5 separate regions of the Sus scrofa genome follow, and all the other regions are linked to region 1. The links are chromatin contacts, called in public HiChIP or PLAC-seq and promoter capture Hi-C maps. All regions are on one chromosome and are shown on one strand. The core of a region is the stretch at or near the end of the contact, and the rest is flanking DNA. Distances in the headings are between cores, read along the strand shown. Region 1 overlaps LOC106508664 (a long non-coding RNA gene). Region 2 holds the start of MRPL37 (39S ribosomal protein L37, mitochondrial). Region 3 overlaps TCEANC2 (transcription elongation factor A N-terminal and central domain-containing protein 2). Region 4 overlaps TCEANC2 (transcription elongation factor A N-terminal and central domain-containing protein 2). Region 5 overlaps LOC106510717 (a long non-coding RNA gene).

Evidence for each region. Promoter capture Hi-C pulls out the DNA fragments that hold promoters and counts their contacts. HiChIP or PLAC-seq counts read pairs in DNA pulled down with a chosen protein or histone mark.
Region 2: a promoter capture Hi-C map of liver shows a contact between it and region 1, with 9 times the contacts expected there. The contact joins the promoter of MRPL37 here to the enhancer-like site in region 1. A contact is called at or near these places in 2 of 5 promoter capture datasets (fetal liver and liver), 3 of 47 Hi-C or Micro-C datasets (embryonic fibroblasts, liver and skeletal muscle) and 2 of 2 datasets of contacts at active chromatin or transcription factors (alveolar macrophages and skeletal muscle).
Region 3: an H3K27ac HiChIP or PLAC-seq map of alveolar macrophages shows a contact between it and region 1. The contact joins two enhancer-like sites. A contact is called at or near these places in 1 of 5 promoter capture datasets (fetal skeletal muscle), 19 of 47 Hi-C or Micro-C datasets (alveolar macrophages, blood, embryonic fibroblasts and 10 more) and 2 of 2 datasets of contacts at active chromatin or transcription factors (alveolar macrophages and skeletal muscle).
Region 4: an H3K27ac HiChIP or PLAC-seq map of alveolar macrophages shows a contact between it and region 1. The contact joins two enhancer-like sites. A contact is called at or near these places in 4 of 47 Hi-C or Micro-C datasets (blood, embryonic fibroblasts and mesenteric adipose tissue) and 1 of 2 datasets of contacts at active chromatin or transcription factors (alveolar macrophages).
Region 5: an H3K27ac HiChIP or PLAC-seq map of alveolar macrophages shows a contact between it and region 1. The contact joins two enhancer-like sites. A contact is called at or near these places in 15 of 47 Hi-C or Micro-C datasets (alveolar macrophages, embryonic fibroblasts, fetal heart ventricle and 9 more) and 2 of 2 datasets of contacts at active chromatin or transcription factors (alveolar macrophages and skeletal muscle).

The regions. Positions count from the first base shown.
Region 1 is chr6:157,842,591-157,845,976 of Sscrofa11.1, forward strand. It overlaps LOC106508664 (a long non-coding RNA gene), which reads right to left. Exons shown (of 3, transcript XR_002345181.1): 3 at 3,115-3,362. Among named protein-coding and RNA genes, the nearest start is that of ACOT11, 12 kb to the left of the region's middle. Within about 2 kb of position 1,946, at least 72 of the 83 cell types and tissues checked have an H3K27ac peak or open chromatin away from gene starts, as enhancers often do. A contact at or near this core is called in alveolar macrophages, fetal liver, fetal skeletal muscle and 2 more, where this site is marked.
Region 2 is chr6:158,142,117-158,145,889 of Sscrofa11.1, forward strand. MRPL37 (39S ribosomal protein L37, mitochondrial) reads right to left here and starts at 1,413. Exons shown (of 7, transcript XM_021096592.1): 1 at 988-1,413. The coding sequence starts at 1,333. It overlaps LOC100622386 (NADH-cytochrome b5 reductase-like), which reads left to right and starts at 1,481. Exons shown (of 6, transcript XM_021096602.1): 1 at 1,481-1,592.
Region 3 is chr6:158,243,799-158,247,236 of Sscrofa11.1, forward strand. It overlaps TCEANC2 (transcription elongation factor A N-terminal and central domain-containing protein 2), which reads right to left. Exons shown (of 5, transcript XM_005665408.3): 3 at 2,224-2,365. Among named protein-coding and RNA genes, the nearest start is that of TCEANC2, 16 kb to the right of the region's middle. Within about 2 kb of position 1,298, at least 8 of the 83 cell types and tissues checked have an H3K27ac peak or open chromatin away from gene starts, as enhancers often do. A contact at or near this core is called in alveolar macrophages, fetal skeletal muscle and skeletal muscle, where this site is marked.
Region 4 is chr6:158,221,002-158,224,629 of Sscrofa11.1, forward strand. It overlaps TCEANC2 (transcription elongation factor A N-terminal and central domain-containing protein 2), which reads right to left. Exons shown (of 5, transcript XM_005665408.3): 5 at 1-1,104. The coding sequence ends at 916. Among named protein-coding and RNA genes, the nearest start is that of TCEANC2, 39 kb to the right of the region's middle. Within about 2 kb of position 1,335, at least 5 of the 83 cell types and tissues checked have an H3K27ac peak or open chromatin away from gene starts, as enhancers often do. A contact at or near this core is called in alveolar macrophages, where this site is marked.
Region 5 is chr6:158,188,404-158,192,156 of Sscrofa11.1, forward strand. It overlaps LOC106510717 (a long non-coding RNA gene), which reads right to left. Exons shown (of 3, transcript XR_002345187.1): 2 at 1,542-1,679; 3 at 851-961. Among named protein-coding and RNA genes, the nearest start is that of CDCP2, 17 kb to the left of the region's middle. Within about 2 kb of position 2,173, at least 1 of the 83 cell types and tissues checked has an H3K27ac peak or open chromatin away from gene starts, as enhancers often do. A contact at or near this core is called in alveolar macrophages, where this site is marked.

The DNA of each region.
Region 1 (3,386 bases), core at 696-3,195:
CCCAAAGACCTGAGAGGGCCAGAAGAGAGGATGTGACAGACAAAAGAAGAGAAGGAGCAGTCCAGCGTCACCAAACACTGGAGAAGAAAGACACCTGCCGGATCCTCTTGCCCACACCCCATTTTAGAGACTGCGAAACTGAGGTCCAGAGATGGCAACAGTTAAGGAGCCTAGAACTCAGGTGGCAGCAGCCGCATACTCTTCTGCAGGGACCCCCTCACCTGGAGCAGTCCCTTCGACCCTGGTCTGACCAGAATGGATACACAGCACGACAGCCACCACCGTCTGCCCCCCAAGTAGAAGAGGGCAGGTGAGCTGATGGTTCAGGTCCCCCGAAGTCCCCACAGTTGAGAGAGCTGGATTGAAAGACAAAGTCTTGAGGTCGCCCTCGGCTGCAGAACTGAGCAAGGCCAGCCCGCACTGATCTCTCACCTGTAAAATGCTGTATACTGAGCACTGAGGGATGAAGGAAGACTTTGTGACTCCAAAGAAGGCATAAACCCATCTCTCTGAGCAAACTGCTCCCCTCTCCAGGACTCAGTTTCCCCAACTGCACAAAAGGGGACTAGACCCATTGATCTTCAAGGTGCAGTCCATCACTGGACCCCCACAGCATGCTAAAGTTTTAAATTCTAGAGAAAGCATCCAAACCTCAGCACTGCATCCTCCTGGCCCCCAGAACTGGCGCTTGGAAGGCCTCCTCAGGCCTGTCACCAGGGGATCACTGCCACCCCTGCCCAGGTACCACTGGCTCCGTCCTCCAGGCCCCTCGTCTCCCAGGCTGCAAGGCGCCGGCGATGGCCCCTAGGGGGCAGTGTTGCCCCGAACTTGGGCTGCCGCAGCTGCTACCCCCGCCCCAACCGGCGCCACGAGAATACTTGAGTTCTGGGAATGTTTGACACCCCCCGGCACACAAACCGCCCCCCGCTGCCAGCCCCAGCCCCAGGGGCTCCCGCGCCGCTCGCAGCCCGCCCGGTGCGGACTTGCTGCTGGCTCCCCCACCTCTCTCAGCAGAACACACTTCGCAAGGACAGGGCTTTTATTTTTGTTTTTTCCGCAGGAGTGGGGGGCAGGTATGGTCTCAGGCTGCTCGCGCCGCCGACTAGGAAGTCTCTGTGCTCAGAGAGCCGAGGCAGAAATTGGAGGGGCGAGGGGGCTTGTTTTTCCAACAACCTGTCAGCTGCTTCCCCCGTCACCCCCGTATCCTTTTGATAAGGGGTTGGCGGGCATCCACCCTGCACCTCCGCCCCCAAACCTGTCGCCAGGGTTCTCCCAACCCCTCCAGAAAGCGCCCCAGGACGGAGGGTGGAGGCTGCAGGGTCCGATATTCTCGACCCCCTCCACCAGCCTGGTCTTCCCTAGCTCAAGCCCAGGCCCAGGAGCCTGGACACAGCGGGGGTTTGAGGGGCTGGGTTTAGGGGGTGACTTCTGCTAAGTCCCCCACCCCACCCCCCAGCTGTGAGCAGCAAAGTCAGGGTCTGGAGTGAAGACGGTCAAGGAGAAACGGAGGGAAAACCCCATTCAAGTTTGGTCCAACGGTTTAATGGGGGGGGGAGCAGGAAGGATTTAAAAGCCCCGAACCCACAAAGCAGACTTTTTAAAAAATTATAATTGAAAACATCTCGAAGTAAGGGCCGCCAGGAGCGGGCCAGCTCCCCCCGCCCCATCCCCCTCTTCTGCTCCCCGGAGTCCGATGAAGTCATGATAAGTAGGCTGCAAAAAAAAAGGTGGGGGTGTTCGCTTGGAGGGACGGGGGGCACAGGGGTCCCAGGCTGGGGCCCCGCGCGGACACAGTTTGGATACTATGGTTACGCGATCCGACCCAAACAGCGAAGGCGGACAACAATAGCGGCCGCCAGAGGAGGAAATTCCTTCCGGGGTGGACGGCGCGGGGGGAGGGGCGCCTGGCTGGAACGCCGAGGCGGCGGCTCGGCCAATCAGCGCGCGGCCGCCGGCGGTTTCAAGGTGCCCCGCGCCGCGCGCCACCCTCCCCCCCGCCCCCCGCGCGCTCCGCTCGGGCGCTGGAATTGCTGAGACGTTTCCCTGCACGCGCCCGGGTAACCCTGCGGGGGCTGCTGCCCAGGCCGACCCCTCCCCAGCCCTTCCCCCCGCCCCCCCTCCTGGAGCCCACCGCCCCGGGAAGGCTGAGCGTTCCGCTGCCTGAGTTGCTTGCACTTGAGGGAGGTGGGGGGGAGAAAATCCCTCCAAACTACCTCTTTCTGTGGGGTTGGTTCCTGCACAAGCCTGTTTTCTATTTTAAAGCATGTCTCAAGAAAAAATGAGAGAGGAGAGAGAGAGAGAGAACGGCGAAAGCGAAGGTCCACCCCAGCTCCAGCCCGGGAGGCTCTGACCCCTGCCTGCCTGGCTGCGGGGGCTGTTATATAATAAGTTGGGTTATTGATATTGGCGGCCCTGGCCGGGCATCTGGCATGCAGAGGTCCAAGGGCAGAGCTGGCGCTGGAGCTGGCGTTTAGAAACCACCCCCCTCCGCTCACGGTTACCTGCTTTATAATGGACCGGAGGAACCAGGGTCTCCCCCCACCCCAGCCGGCGGTCTGGGTTATTTACGTGGTGGCCATGGCGTGACCGTGCCGCCTCCCCCCCACCTACCAGGGGGTCTGTGCCCAAGTCCCCCCCTCTTTAGAAGCCTCAGATTGGCTCCCAACCCTTTTGCCCCGCGGCCAGGCCCTCCACGATGCCTCCTCTTCTGCCAACTGCCCAAAGCCGGCATCCAGTGCACTGCCGAGCACCGAACTGGTCCCGGTCCTTTTTTTAAGCTGAACCGGGTTTCTGCTCTCTGATGCCTCCTGAGCTCGGAGCACCAGTTGGATAAGGAGTAGGCAGATGCTTCTTATTCATTCCATACTGAGAGATTCACTTCCCTGGAAGGCTCCAACGCTCAAAAAGTATTTGCCTTCCTCTCCCACTCTTTCTCTCCCTCTCTTCATATATAATGGGGATAGCCCTCATTCTCCAGTTCCTCGTGTGTCTCTTTATAAATAAATAATGAGATTTTATTAATTATGCACGTATAGTGTCTGCAAGCAGATTGCTCTGTCTCTTGATGCTTAATATTTTTTTAAAAAAAGGAAGAAAAACCCTCCATACTGAAGCTGGGTTTTTGTTGTTTTTTTATTCCCTGCAAGCAAACAAAACTTCAAGGGGCCATGCGCCCTCCAAGGGGGGGAGAGGAAGGCAGAAGTTGGGGGTAAGAAGGAGGGATTAAAGGGGGTTCTCTGCAGATTTTCCAGGCAGCTGAAGGCAAATTTCAAGTAGCCTGCTTCGTGTTTTGCGACTGAGCTGCTGGTCTGAAAACATACCAAGGTTCGCTTGGGCGTTTGTGTGCAAGGCGGGATGGGCAGCTGTTAATAGTAAACAGGAAACCA
Region 2 (3,773 bases), core at 163-2,662, 300 kb after region 1:
GAAGAATAAGGAGAAAAATCAGTAAAGGGTCTCTCAATAAACAAGCCCCCCCATACAATGAAACAATTTCTGCTACTGCCATAGACATACAGATAGTTTTGGCTCAAGTTATTTCGAGCTGTTCTTATTCCTAGTAGGAATAAAGGAGAAGGGAACTAGACAGCTTTTAGGTCTGGATCCTTTCCTTGAAAAACATCTCAGCTCTGACCTTTGACAAGAGACACTGACCTGGTGTAGGCCTGGCTTCACTAGTAACCCACAGCACAGCTGTGAGCAAGTCACATCCCCTCTGTCACAATTACCAATCCTGTGAAAAAAGGAGATAGGCCTGCAGATTAAGCACTCTTTCTGTCGTCTCTTTGCACTATAATTCCCCTCTAGTCCTTTTTCGGGTCACACCTGTGGCATACGGAAGTCACCAGGCTAGGGGTGTAATCAGAGCTGCAGCAATGCCACAGCAAAGCGGGATCTGAGCCACATCTGCGACCTACATCAGATTCTTAACCCACTGAGCGACGCCAGAGATCGAACCTGCATCCTCACAGATACTCATCGGGTTCCTAACCTACTGAGCCACAAGGGGAGCTCCCTCCCATCTAGTTCTTAAACATAGTTACATCTGGAGGGTGTCAAGAGCTCAGCCAATGTGCTCCACCTAGTCAAAAACAACTCATGCCACAGGAAATGGAGGCTTAGGAAGCTTCAGCCACTTGACCAAAATCACAGAGAGGGAGAGGCAAGGCTAAGCCTAGAAACCAGTTATTTTCACTTGGCCACTAAAATTCTTAATACTCTCTCACACATGCTGCTCTTTTCGTCCCACTTAATCTTGACAACTTCAGGAGATGGGAATCAATGTCGGGCGCCTTTCACAGACGAAGAACCTGAGGCCCACAGAGTTTCAATGTCCTGCCCAAGGCCACAGAAAATTGAGGTCTGTGCTGAGTGGAGGAACAAGGCCCCTTCCCGCCCGTGCTGGGGCCTCACCCTCGAGGAGACGGCAACGCTGGTGAAAGACGTAGCACGCCTGGTCCTTGTACAGCGGGTGCTCGTGAAGCGGGGGCAAACGGCGGAACTTTGGGTGCGTCCAGCCGGGGTCCCAGGGAGGGAAGACTGGCCGCGCCAGCCCGGGCATGAAGTGCATTTTCCCCGCGTAGGTGATGGGCTCCAGTCCTGGGATCTCGTACACTCTGTCCAGGGGAGGAGGCTCGGGTTTCCGCGTGGAGCGCACACCCCACTCGTACGCCCCGCGTCTCGGGGCCCCGCAGCCCCCAAGGCCGAGCCGGCCGAGGCGAGCCAGCGCCCGCCTTGCGGGCCCAGACGCCAACGCCATACCCAGCGGATCTTCTCAAAGCCTCCACCTGGACGCCACCATCTTCCCGAGCGCAAGGCCTGCTGGGAACGAAATGGGCTGAACGCCAAGGCTCCGTTTATGAGTGGCAGCGGCTTTAACCAATCACAATCAGGGCATCTTTGTCTTGCCCCACCCCCCAGACCTTCTTCCTTTCCCGCAGGTGGAACCCTGCCCGCTTCGCCGCGGGCGGGGGGGGAACCTGCATGATCCTCACCTGAGGGGAATCGCTGGAGGGTAGGTGAGTGGTTGTGATGGGGGCTGGGACGGGACTAGGAGAAGAGCTCCAGGACCTCAAACTCGAACTCAGGACAACCTTGATCTCTTACGGCAGTTGGAGTTTGGGCAGGGTACGTCCTTCTGAGCCTTAAAGTCCCTCGCTGTAAAAATAGTGATAGAAGTGCCTAAACTAGCGCAGCTGCGCAGCGTCCCGCACGTGGTGGGTTTCCTTTCCTCTCAACCACTTCTCACGATAAGCTTGAGCGTGGTCCTTGCACCGACCGCTTGTACTGCTCGCCTCCTCCCCAGCGCTGAAAGTGAGTTCCTTTCCTCCTCTTTCCTTGGAATTTCCTTTTGCGCCTCCTAGAAGCAGGATCAGAGGTACACCTGGAGGTGTACCCTGCTCTTTGAGCAACACGTGTTTATCAAATGACAAACTCTCAGGCACTGCTGAGCACCAGGTTTGCACTGGTGAATGAAACAGATGTGACGTAGACCTTATAGGTTAGTAGGCGATACAGACAGACAGCAAGTAAATAAATAGCAATTACAACACACACACTTCTTACCCCGTTTCCCTAGTTATTTTTCTCTTTCGCATTTAACACTAACGTGCCATGTTTTCCATTTTGATCTTGTGTAATGACTCTCCCACTAGAATATAAGCTCCATGAGTGCGCGGGTTTCAGATTCTTCACTGAAGCCTGCCTGTAGATCAGCGTCTGCCACAGACTCAATATGTGTTTAATGAATGAATAAATAATAATATGTGATTAATCAATAAGGTATTATTAATAATAAACATAGTACCTGCTAGAGAATGAGAAGGGGAAGGTTCAGCAGAGCTCAGAGAAGGTGACCTTGAAGCAGGGCCTGAGGGTGAGGAGCATCATCGCAGCAGAGGCAACAGCAGATGTCAGCGCCTGGCTTCTTACACTGAAAAGGCAGAAGGCTGAGAGAAGGCTTGTCTTTGAGAGGAAGCTGGACCTTTAAAATTCATGATTGACATGGCCAACTTCTCTACTAATTTCCAAACAGCCAGGGAAAGTGAGATTAGTAAAACATGGAGAAGATAAATTTAAGGCTGAGATGGATAAATAACCGCCTTGGAGTTCCCGTCATGGCTCAGTGGTTAACGAATCCGACTAGGAACCATGAGGTTGCAGGTTCGATCCCTGGCCTCACTCTGTGGGTTAAGGATCCGGTGTTGTGGTGAGCTGTGGTGTAGGTCACAGACGCGGCTTGGATCCTGCGTTGCTGTGGCTCTGGCTTAGGCTGGTGGCTACAGCTCCGATTCGACCCCTAGCCTGGGGATCCTCCATATGCTGCGGGAGTGGCCCTAGAAATGGCAAAAAGACAAAAATAAATAAATAAATAAATAAAATAATCGCCTTGGAGTTCCCATCATGGCTCAGTGGTTAACCAATCCGACTAGGAACCATGAGGTTGTAGGTTTGATCCCTGGCCTTGCTCAGTGGGTTAAGGATCTGGCATTGCCATGAGCTGTGGTGTAGGTCACAGACAAGGCTCAGATCCCAAGTTGCTGTGGCTCTGGCGTAGGCCGGTGGCTACAGCGCAGATTGGACCCCAAGCCTGGGAACCTCCATATGCCGTGGGAGCGGCCCAAGAAAAGGCAAAAAAAAAAAAAAAGAAAAGATAAATAACCGCCTTGCTGTACAACAGTTTACAGTTAACAGAGCTCCTTCACTTGTCTCACTTTATCTGTAAAATACCTCTTGGGAGTAAGAGATCAGCATAAAAAGAGCACCAGACCTCATTCACTCTTCATACAAACCTGGTACATAACACGCAAGAAAAATGAGATGAACTGCTGTGACACTGTGCCAGCCCACAAGCTCTATGCAGGTAGAGCCCATGTTTTATTTACCTCTGCTGTATCCCAGCACCTAGCACGGTGTCTGGCTCCCAAGCCGTATTTGTCAACTGAGTACTTAGCACTCACCTGAGCCTTCCATATGCCAGGCCTGTGCTTGGTGGTAGAATAAGGAAATAAGACACCATGTTTGCCCTCAAGGGGGTCTCAGCCTGCTAAATCTTCCCAAAATCATAGAACCAGGGGTTTTTTTCCTCTAGAGAGAAACTTTTCAGGAGTTCCCCTTGTGGCTCGGCAGGTTAAGAACCTGACATATCGCCCGTGAGGATGCAGGTTCAGTCCCTGGTGTCACTCAGTAGACTGAGGATC
Region 3 (3,438 bases), core at 48-2,547, 400 kb after region 1:
GCACCCAAACAAGCAGCTCCCAGATTCCTGACTCTCAGTAAACCTGTGTAAGATAAGAAATACTTCAGCTGCTAAATTTGAGGATAATTTTTACACAGAGACAGGTAACCAATACACATGCTAAGACCAAACAGTTTCAAATGGCTTACAAAGAGCCTTCTCCAACTGGTCCAGACTCTCTCTCCAGCATACTACATTTCGAATACACCACGATTCTTTTAGTTTCTGCAGTGCACCATGTTCTCTCCCACCCCCAGCCCTCTGTTCAACTCTCATGATGTAACCCTGCCTGATACATTCTTTAACATCTCTCTACTCCCAACACTTATCCTCCTCGGACTAACTTCTCCCCATCATCAGAGCACTCATCACATTGTGTGAAAAAGTCTTGTTAAACTGCCTGTCCTTCCATTAGACTGCAGGCTCCCAAAAGGTGAGGATAATACCTTTCTCCTTCATTATTACACCAGCATAGTTCTTAGCGCAAAGAAGGTACCAATAGATATCTGTCCCTTATAACCCACAGGATAGGAACAGACAAGAGGCTAAAGGCGGAAGAATATAAATATTCTCAGGCAATGATCCAAATGAATCTTTAGCGTAGCAACTGATGTAACTACAAAGGAACCAAGGACTTCTTATATTCCATACAACTCAGGTTTGCGCCAGGTTTAGGGTAGGGTCAAGATTCAAAAGTTGGATGGTTTCCAGCTCTTAAGCCATACCCCTTTGTTGTGGTTTCATTATGATTCTTGAATAGAAATCTCTGAACATGAGACACACCCATTCTTGAAAGAACACTCCAATTGTATGCCAAGGACAAAAAGAAAAGATTTTTTTTAAAGTATCATCTGCTCTATATTTGTAGGACAAGTTCAGCCTATTATGTTGATATTTAAGATGTGATTTTAAGTGGTATTTACAGTGTGCCTAAATATGAACATGTACATACACATATGTACGTGTATACATGTCATAAAATATTAACCACTACTTCCCTCTACTGGTGGAAATACCTTATCTGCTCAAATGAATGGTCTTATTGCCCTCTAGTGACCACAACCTATAAAGAGAAAATCCAGCAGCAGATGGGAGAATCTCCTTGGCCATAATGATAGGGTTTTATGTTCTTTAAGATCCAATTTCCTCAGATTCTGGTTTATATTACAGGGGTGCAACTCTCAAGACTCTTGGCGGGGGGCCCCCAGGGGGATTTCACACAGCTCACACCAGCTGTTAGTGCCAGGCTGAAGCTGCTCTCTCTCCTGCTTCTCATGAACAAGAGGTCAAGGGGAGGCAGAGAAGGCAATGGCTGCACTGGTGAGGGCAAGAACAGCAGCTGTGAAGGCCGACCCTGGACTCCCTGGGGACTTAGGAGCAGCTTGAGGAACACATGTTGGCCCTCCCTCGCGTATTATTCACAGTTGTGTACTGTACTAAAGTGGTAATTCAACGTAGTTCCTGGCTTACCTCTTAAAATAGCTCCAATGCTGCAATAAATGATGTGGCAGCAAATGCTGCTATCATTTTGTTTTTATAAACCATGCTTCGGATGTTATTTCTACTCAAGACTGAAAAGCCAAGATTTAACTGAAATGTCACCTCTGCTTATGGAGCCTTTTCTGAATTCCCCAGACAGAAGTGACTGCTCTGTCCTCTGTGCCAGCATATACCTTGTTCAGATCAGAATGGTACTGTGGACATAATCTATATGTTTTTGGTTTGTTTTTTTTTTTAATAGCCTACACTAGTTTACTACTCTCATTTGTCTACATGCTTGTTTATCCACCAAACCCCAGGGATCTTGAGGTCACGAGTCATGTCTTCTTCATTTTTGCACGCTAAGCATCAAGCACACCCAAAATGTTATCCACAGATCATGCCAGTTACCAGTCCAAGCAGTAAGTATGGAAACTGAAGTAAACATTTAGGAATTTTTATAGCAGTTTAACAAAGTAATTCTACATCTATTGAATCTGATTTTTTTCTTAGAAGTTGGGCTTGTATTTCGCATATTTTAATTTCCCTTTCCTGGTAATTTTTATTTTATTATAAGAGTATTAGTCTGCAACCAATGGAGAATTTTTTAAAACAGTGGTCCCTCACCACAGATAGTTTGAGAAGCACTGATAAGATGGACAACTTAATGTTTGAGGGAGGGAGGAAAGGAGAAGGAAAGAAACAAAATATAAGCACATCTCGTGAAGTTCAGAAGGAACATACCAATCCTTGTTGATTTTAACACTTCCCTGGACGGTATTTTCTTCTTTAATTCTCGTAAGACTTCAACTAGATTCTCTTTGGTTTGATCAGGAAGCTCCAACATAGTTTTCCATCTTTTTATGTCTTCTATGACCACAACTCTCTGGGAAAAAGAAAAGTCATTTGGAAAATGGAACATTTTCATTAGAAAGATATCTGCCTTCACCTGAGCTAATGGGGCTCCTATTGATATATGAATTATTGATTATGACCTGAACCAAAGCATAGTATGTGTGATGGCCCCAAATGATGGGTAATTGCTTAAAAGCAGCTCCTGCTTACGGCAAATCAGGAAGAGAGTTACATTTATTAGGAAAGTGCAAGTTTTAATCTTACCGTGTCAGACACCACCGGGCACTTAGCACTGAGAGGCAGTAAGGAGGGAAAAGGAAAAACGATGCCGCGGTGGATCAACCCCATGGCTCACTTAAGTGTCTTAATTCATAGGCAAGGACAGAGAGCAGAGAAGTCATAAAGACATATTTATTTCAACAATAAAAAGCACACACTTCAACAACTCCTCACTTCCTGGATGATAAAATTCAAACCCTTTTTTGTTTAAAGAATTTTTTAAAACTTCAAACACACGAAAAGGTAGAGTGGGAGTTCCCATTGTGGTTCGGTGGAATCGAATCTGACTAGTATCCATAAGGACGTGGGTTTGATCCCTGGACTCGCTCAGTGGGTTAAGGATCCGGCATTGCTGTGAGCTGTGGTGTAGGTCGCAGGTGTGGCTCGGCTCTGGTGTTGCTGGTAGCTGTGGTGTAGGCCGGCAGCTACAACCCCAATTCAACCCCTAGCCTGGGAACCTCCATATGCCATGGGTGTGGCCCTTAAAAAGAAAAAATAAACAAAAAATAAAAAGGTAGAGTAACTCACTACTTACAATGAAAACAAAGTTAACATCTTGCCATTTCACATAAAACAATAAAATACTGTAAAGTATCTTTTGTTTGTTTGTTTTTCGTCTTTTTAGGGCTGCACCCACAGCATATAGACGTTCCCAGGCTAGGGGTCTAATCGGAGCTGTAGCTGCCGGCCTACACCAGAGCCACAGCAACCCGGGATCCGTGCCATGTCTGCGACCTACACCACAGCTCACAGAACGCCAGATCCTTAACACACTGGACAAGGCCAAGTCAGATTGTTTCTGCTACGCCACAACAGGAACTCAAG
Region 4 (3,628 bases), core at 85-2,584, 380 kb after region 1:
CCGCTTGGATCTGGCGTCTGCCGGCAGCTGCAGCTCCAATTCAGCCCCTGGCCTGGGAAGTTCCATATGCCGCAGGTGCAGCCCTGGAATGGAAACAGAACAAACAAACAAACAAAAGCAAGTATCATTTACGTAATTGTTCAAGCAAGTCTATGTAGAGGTATTTCATTTTAAAGCACACACATATACAATTTTTCTCCTACAGGAATTCATTTCAAAAGAAATTTCATCATGTATCTTCTGCAGAACCTTAAACCGAGAGCTGACATATTCAAATAAACCTCAAGGTGTGGGGATGCTTCAGGCCAGTTCCTCATTAGAAGCCTCAGCATGGGGGCTCCGGAGCCCAACACAGAAGGTCTTCCAGGGAGAGCTGAAACGTTCAGATAAGTGAGTTCTGGAAAGAAGGGGTGGTTGGCGGGCTCTGGCAGGCTCACCCCTGGGGTAGAGCAAAGAGAACAGACGGGGGAGTTCTGAGAGGCACTGGCGCTATCTAAACTCAGGGGGACGGAACCGAGTGAGCAGCAGCGGTAATTGAGTTTCAGTTACCTGCAGGGTGGCGAAATAAAGTAGGAACTTCATCTGCCTGACACGGGGGACATTTAGAGGTGTCCTTGGCATATTCACAGTGAAATCTGTCACCCTTTCACTGTGCTGGGTGATGGCAACCGTGCCGCGCTTCCTAGTGACAACCAGCGCACATCCTGTCAGGCAGCCCCAGCGCACTACAGCTAATGAAGCGCTTCCTGCGGCCTGTCTCCCAGGGCTCTCTGCATCCTCTGTCTGGAACATGGCACCACGGGAAAATTTAGCACAGCCAGCAACAGCCATCGCCCAAACTCAAAAGAATCTTTGAATGGCAGAGAGAGGCCCATTTTCCTTTCTGCCCAGCCCAGGGGTGGAACCGTCCTCGGGTCACTTTTTGTGGGTCTGTACAAACGTGCCGACTGGCAGCGTGCCGTTCTTCACCTGAGCCCGGATTTCAGCTTGATGCTTTAATGTGAAGACCAGGGCTCTCACCGTCCGCCGGTACGGCCCATTAATGAGGCGGGAGCAGAGATGAAACGTTTCCCGTTCAATATTTTCAACCAGTAGGTGATCCATCTAAAAAAAACAGCAAAATTATCAAATTAGGGCCTTGCATTGCATAAGGATTAAAAGTGAGAGAGGCTGGAGCACTTTGCTCAGAGGCCTCCATTAATCAACTGAAATTCAAGGACATCTACTTCCTGTCACCAGAGAAACAGGAAGAGCAAATTAATTCCACCCTGGCAATTAAGGAACAAGGCCATGTGCTTTGTGACAGGGACCTCATTCACAACCCCTGCCGGGTGGTAATATTTGCCATTATAACAGGAAACTGGCTTGAACCAAGCAATGGGTTCTGGGCCCTGTACTCTACCAACCAGGAAACGAAGACTGAGGATAATAAATCAGTATAACATTTATACTTTTCTGTTTGTTTGTTTTTCAAGTGCCTTTTAACCCTTTAGCAGCATTTTAGAAACAATGGGTCTAGATCCTGATATGTGTGTAAAACAGTTTATAAATCACTTTTCATATTTAATGCCCACAACTCCTATGATCTCATTTTACAGATGAGGAAACAGGTTGAAAGATAAAGAAATGCTTGCGATTCTTACAACTATTAAGAGGCAGAGTTAGGGGCTCTGACCCGGAGCCCCCAACTCCAACATTCATGTGTCTTCCTTTTTACCACCCTCACTGTTCCCTTCACGTTCTGAGATCAGTTGGATTTGGAGAGACTTCTGCAGAGTCACCTAAGCAGAACGGGCCTAGAGGATGGGCGCTGTGGCAGTCTGGCGGTGTTCTGGCTCAGGCCCAACCCTCTTGAAGTCACAGGCCAAATCAAAGCAGGACAGGTCTGGGGCTTTGTCCACATGCTCTGGATCCAGGCCAGACTGGGATGCTGGTCTGGGACCCCCTCACTTCCTTTCCAGGCGCACCACTCACTATTGGCCTCCCAGGTCCTGTTCCTCACCCAGCCTGAGCAAGCTCAGCTGCTTTCACACACCTCTACGCCTCTCGACAGGTTCATGTTCCCTTGCAAGGCACACTTGCCCTTGAAAACACACTCCTATTTGTAGCTCAAAGATTAGCTAAAAAACAAAAAGTAGAGAGTTGTGGCTCAGCAGATGAAGAACCTTACCACAATCCATGACGATACGGGTTTGATCCCCCACCTTGCTCAGTGGGTTAAGGACCCAGCATAGGTCACAGATATGGCTTGGATCTGGCATTGCTGTGGCTGTGGCACAGGCCTGCAGCTGCAGCTCCGATTCGACCCCTAGCCTGGGTACGTCCATATGCCTTGGGTGCAGTTGTCAAAAAAGAAAACAACAAAAAAAAGCAAAAAAAGCAAATCCTAGTTCAAAGGACTGAAAGTTCTTCTTGAGGCTGCCACAATGTCCTGAGCTTTCCTTAGTCATTTCATAATATAATGACAGATTTCTTGAGTCTGTTTTCCTTAAGAGTGAGTTCCTTGAAAATAAATTTTACTCACTTCCTTTTTTTGCTTCACTCCTTCCCTCCCTACCCTACCACATAGTCAAATACTCATTTAGCAACTACTACGTACTTGGGCTGAGGAAAGGGCAGTGAGCAAGGTTGACACAACTCTTGGCTCCATAAGGAGCACAGACCAGCTGCAGACAGCCAGTGAACCCACTGTGAGTGTACTGAGTGCTGCTAGGAAAGGGGACAGAAGCGAGTGCGGGGGAGCAGAACTACTGCACAGGGACCCAACCCAGGAGGACAGCGCCTGGACTCGAGAGGAAAGGACGTTTGACATGAATCTGCAGAATGAGTAGGAGGTGGCCAGGTGAAGGAGGCACTTACTTGGTGATAAACTCAGTGAGCTGTACGTTTATCTTTTGTGTGTTTATATTTATATATATATATATATATATTGGGGGGGGTCCTTTTAGAGCCACACCCTTAGCATGTGGAGGTTCCCAGACTAGGCATCAAATCAGAGCTATAGCCACAGGCCTACACCACAACCACAGCAACACCAAATACATGCCATGTCTGTGACCTACACCACAGTTCACTACAACGCTGGATCCTTAACCCACTGAGTGAGGCCAGGGATCGAACATGAATCCTCATGGATCCTAGTCAGATTCATTTCCACTGAGCCACAATGGTGGGGAACGCCCTACACTTATATTTTAAAAAAGTTTACGAAACAAGTACACCAAGATAGAAGAAAGGATCCTCTGACATTTGATAAAGCGTCCTAACAAAAGACAGACCAAAAGACCAAAACAAAGAGAAAAAAGAAATGTGGGAGGAATGAGGAGCAAGGAGCGGAACAGGACTGAGAGGAAAAGAACACCCAGGCCCAGACATCTGCCTTGGTGGAACAGACAGAAGACGGTCAGGGAAGTCTGTGGTCCTCATGACTGTGGCCTCTAGGGCTGAAGTGAGTGGATGTGGCACCATGGCTCTCTAGAACCCAGAGTCCTTGAGGTTTTCATGGGGGCATTGAACTAGCCCCCAGACTGCAGCGGGCAAGGAAAAAAAGGTTTTTTTTCTTTTTAAGGGGGAGTGTGGTTGTTAGGGGAAGAAGGGTATATGTGCATTTGCAAAAATAGGTCATGGC
Region 5 (3,753 bases), core at 923-3,422, 350 kb after region 1:
GGAGCCTCCACTCTTCTGAACTGACACAGGAACCCTGAGGACTTTGTCAAAAAGGGGCCAGTCCTGCCTCCAAACTCCAGGGACAGAAGGAAAGGGAGCTGAAACCCCACCTAGTGCTGCCATATCAGCCCCTGCCATAGGGTGTCACTGTCGAAGACTGGTGTGCCTCCCCGTGGCTGCCTGTCCACCCAGGTGGCGATGCTCTAGAGTATAAAGCACAGGCAGGCCCACGCTGTGCTCAGGAGTGAGGCTGGAGGCCGAGAACTAGTGTCTCTTTCATGCTGGCATTTTCCCTTCAATAGATCGTGATCCTTGACTGAAAAGCTGATTGAAGTCCCTTGTGTCTTTGTCCTCACCCCTGATGTCAAGCTCAGATCCCCAGCCCATCCTCCTCCTCTTTGGAGCCATCTGGACCTTCTCCTGCCATTGGACTTCACTCAGAGCTACTCCGATCTACTCAGAACTACTCCAGGCCACCCGTATTTTTCTAAGTTTACATCACAGTGAGCAGGGGTTGGCTCCCCAATGCTTCCCTGTGAGAAGACTTCTGCATCCTTATGCAAATTGGTCCAGCCCTCCCCAGAGCCCTATATATCAAGAAGTGGAGCAATCTTGTTAATGAAAAATAAACAAAAATATATTTATAATACATCACTTTCCCCTGTTCACCTTTATATTTGCATAATGAATCACTCAAGTGAGTCCTTTCATAATAGAAGTCTCCAAATTGGCTGTGCCAGCCACTGGCATCAATTTTAAAAAATGCAGTTCAATTACAGTTCCTTAAACAATCCAGCAAACATCCACAGATTTCCAGCCTTGTACTTACTGCTGTGACAGGTGCCAGACACCCAGAGCTGAGCTGATCAAAGGCGATTCCTGACTTCACGATGCTTACAGTCAAGTGTCAGCAAATCAGGGCCAGGGGTGCAGAGGAGCTGGTAACTCACGGAGAAAAGAGCTAGAGAGAAAAGAGCCCATAAAGCAAGAAATGAATCAAGCAAGGAGGAAAGGGTAGCCTGGACATTGGGAGAACCAGATTCGACTCCACACTCTTTTTTAAATGAGTCTGAGCGAGCCGCTTTGATTCTATGAGCCTTGGTATCCCATCCCCACCTGCAGAAGGGAACCACACCTTGCTGAGGGTGTAGCGACATGATGCTTTAAAGGTCTGTCAGGGTAACATGCCAGCAGGAGATGCTGGGGTGTCTGGGGCAGGGGCCCCAGCCTCTTTCTCTGCCAGCTACCTTCTCACTCTCAGACTCTTCCAGCCACGGAGCCAGCCTGAGTTGCGAAGCCTCACAGATTTCCCAGGTCTCAATTTCCATGTCTGGGCAGGACTAGACACACACCATACACTCTCTAGGATGCCCATGGGTTTCTGCCCTCCAGGGCCCATGGGCTGGGTTTTGGGTTGACCGCTGGACCTAAGCTTACACTATCCTTGTCAACTTCTCAGAATGGGGGGACAACAGCCCAGCCTGTGGCAGGGCTGAGTGTGTGACTGTGTGTGCACACAAAGCTGGGCTCCTTGGCCTCACCCTCAGCAGCTGGTCTTCTTCAAGGGCCCTGGCACCAAGGTCCGGGCTGAGGTTCTGCAGGCAGACCACTCCTGGTCCATCTCGGGCTCCAATGTTTGCTAGCTGCGTGACCTTGGGTAGACACCTCAGCCTTCTCACCTGCAAAGTCAGGATAATAATAACACATACTTCATCTCTCTGTTGTGAGGATTAAATGAGATGATGGATGACAGTGCCCATCCATGGAAGGAGTCAACGAAACTCACTTATCCTTGACCCATGAGTCAGTGGTAATACGCAAAAGCTCTGGCCTAGAAACCCAAGTTCTAGGCCCAGCTTTGCTGCTGACTTGCTGTGTGACCTTGAGGGAGCCCATTCCCCTCTCTGGCCTCAGGGTTCCTATTTTCAAATCATGGCAAGCATCACTATCACCCCCAGCACTGTCGTCGCTGTCACAGCTACTATTCCTAAGCACGCCTATGGGGCAGGGGTTTAAGATGTGTCATCTCACTTAAGCCACCTTGTGAGGCAGACATAATTGCCCCCATTTCACAGATGAGGAAACTGAGGTTTGGAAAGGGGAAGTTCTGTGCCCAAGGTCACATGGCTAGGACGTGTTGAAACTAGGCTGAGGGAGACAGTACTTCCCTGAGTTAGGGGACTATGCAGCAAGCTGGGGCCTCTTGGGACACTTAGCCGATGCTCTCAGACACAAGGGCTGAGTCTGGCTGGGAAGGACTGAATGGCAAGGAGAGCGAGGGCGGTTTTATCTTCATGAACGGGCCTCAGTACTGCCATTCCCAGCCCTCCGGGCAGCCGGCACGTTGATTACCCTGCATGAGTCGCAGGAAATGACAGTCTTTATGCCGCACAATGTCTCTAGAAATGAAGGGGCTGAGATGATACCCATTAGCCCATGTGCCCTGGCCCTGGAAGTGTTGGGCGCCAGGTGGGGATGGGGCACGGCAAAGCTCTCCTGCCCCGCTACCATCTGCTCTTTTCAGAGGGCAGGGGGCTGTGGAAAGAGCGCAGCTCAGACCCCCAGCTCCATCCTTACTGGCTGCGTGGCCTGGAGCTTTGGGTCCTCCTGCCAGTCTGTCCCTGTAGTGCCAATATTACTACTGAGGAAGCCCGCGGCCAATGTTTGTGCTGGTCCTGGGAAAACTTCTAGCCAGCAGGTCAGGCAGACCTGGGTTCATTCCTTTCTCTGACTCCATGTGACCTTGGGCGGGTGGCTTAACCTCTCTGAGGGTCAGTTTCCTCCTGTGTGGACCAGGGGTAGAAAGACCCCAGCCCCCCCCTGCCCCGCCCCAGCTCGTGAGGTCGCCGTGAGGACTGAGGAAACAAGGGAGCGAGCCCCACTCAGGGCCTCCTCCAGGACTGTTCAGGGGGGTTGCTGGCAGGCCCAGGCCCGGGCAGGCGCTTCCCTGAGGATTTTCCCCATCCCAGAGCTGAAGGGCCTTACAAGATAGCAAGTCCCTGCTCACTCCTAGGAGTCACCCTGAGCCCAATCTGCTCTGGCCTCCTGGCTTCCCTGCTGTTCTTCAGTGAACCAAGATCATTCCCACCCCCAGCCTTGCTAGCTCCTGGTCCCTCTGTGTGCAATGTCCTGGCACCAGGGCACTGCCTGGTGTGGCTCCCGCACATGCTTCTTTGCCCACTGCCCCACCCCCATCACAAGTCTAAAACTGAGCCCCTACACCTGTCACTTTGTACCCCTCTGGATACCTTTTTTTTTTTTTTAATTTTTTTTAGGGCCGCACCTGCGGCATATGGAGGTTCCCAGGCTAGAGGTCTAATTGGAGCTGCAGCTGCCGGCCTACACCACAGCCACAGCAACACTGGATCCGAGCCATGTCTGCGACCACAGCTCACAGCAATGCTGGATCCTTAACCCACTGAGCGAGGCCAGGGATCGAACCTGAGTCCTCATGGATACTAGCTGGGTTCGTGATCGCTGAGCCACAGCGGGAACTCCTGTACCCCTCTGAAACGGTGTGGGGGTGTGCTTGCTTTTTCCCCTTTACGCGCATTTCCCCTCCACAATGCCAGCTCCAAGAAGGCTGTCTTCCCCTTGTCCACCGCTGCCAGAGCCTGGCACATGCAGCCTCATTGAGCCGTCGTGGTTGAATGAGAGAATGAATGAGTGAATGGATGGCTGGACAGTTTCACGCAACTCGCTTCATCCAACCCCACGTGTGTGGCGCCTTCTGGGTGCTGCTCTGCCCATGGA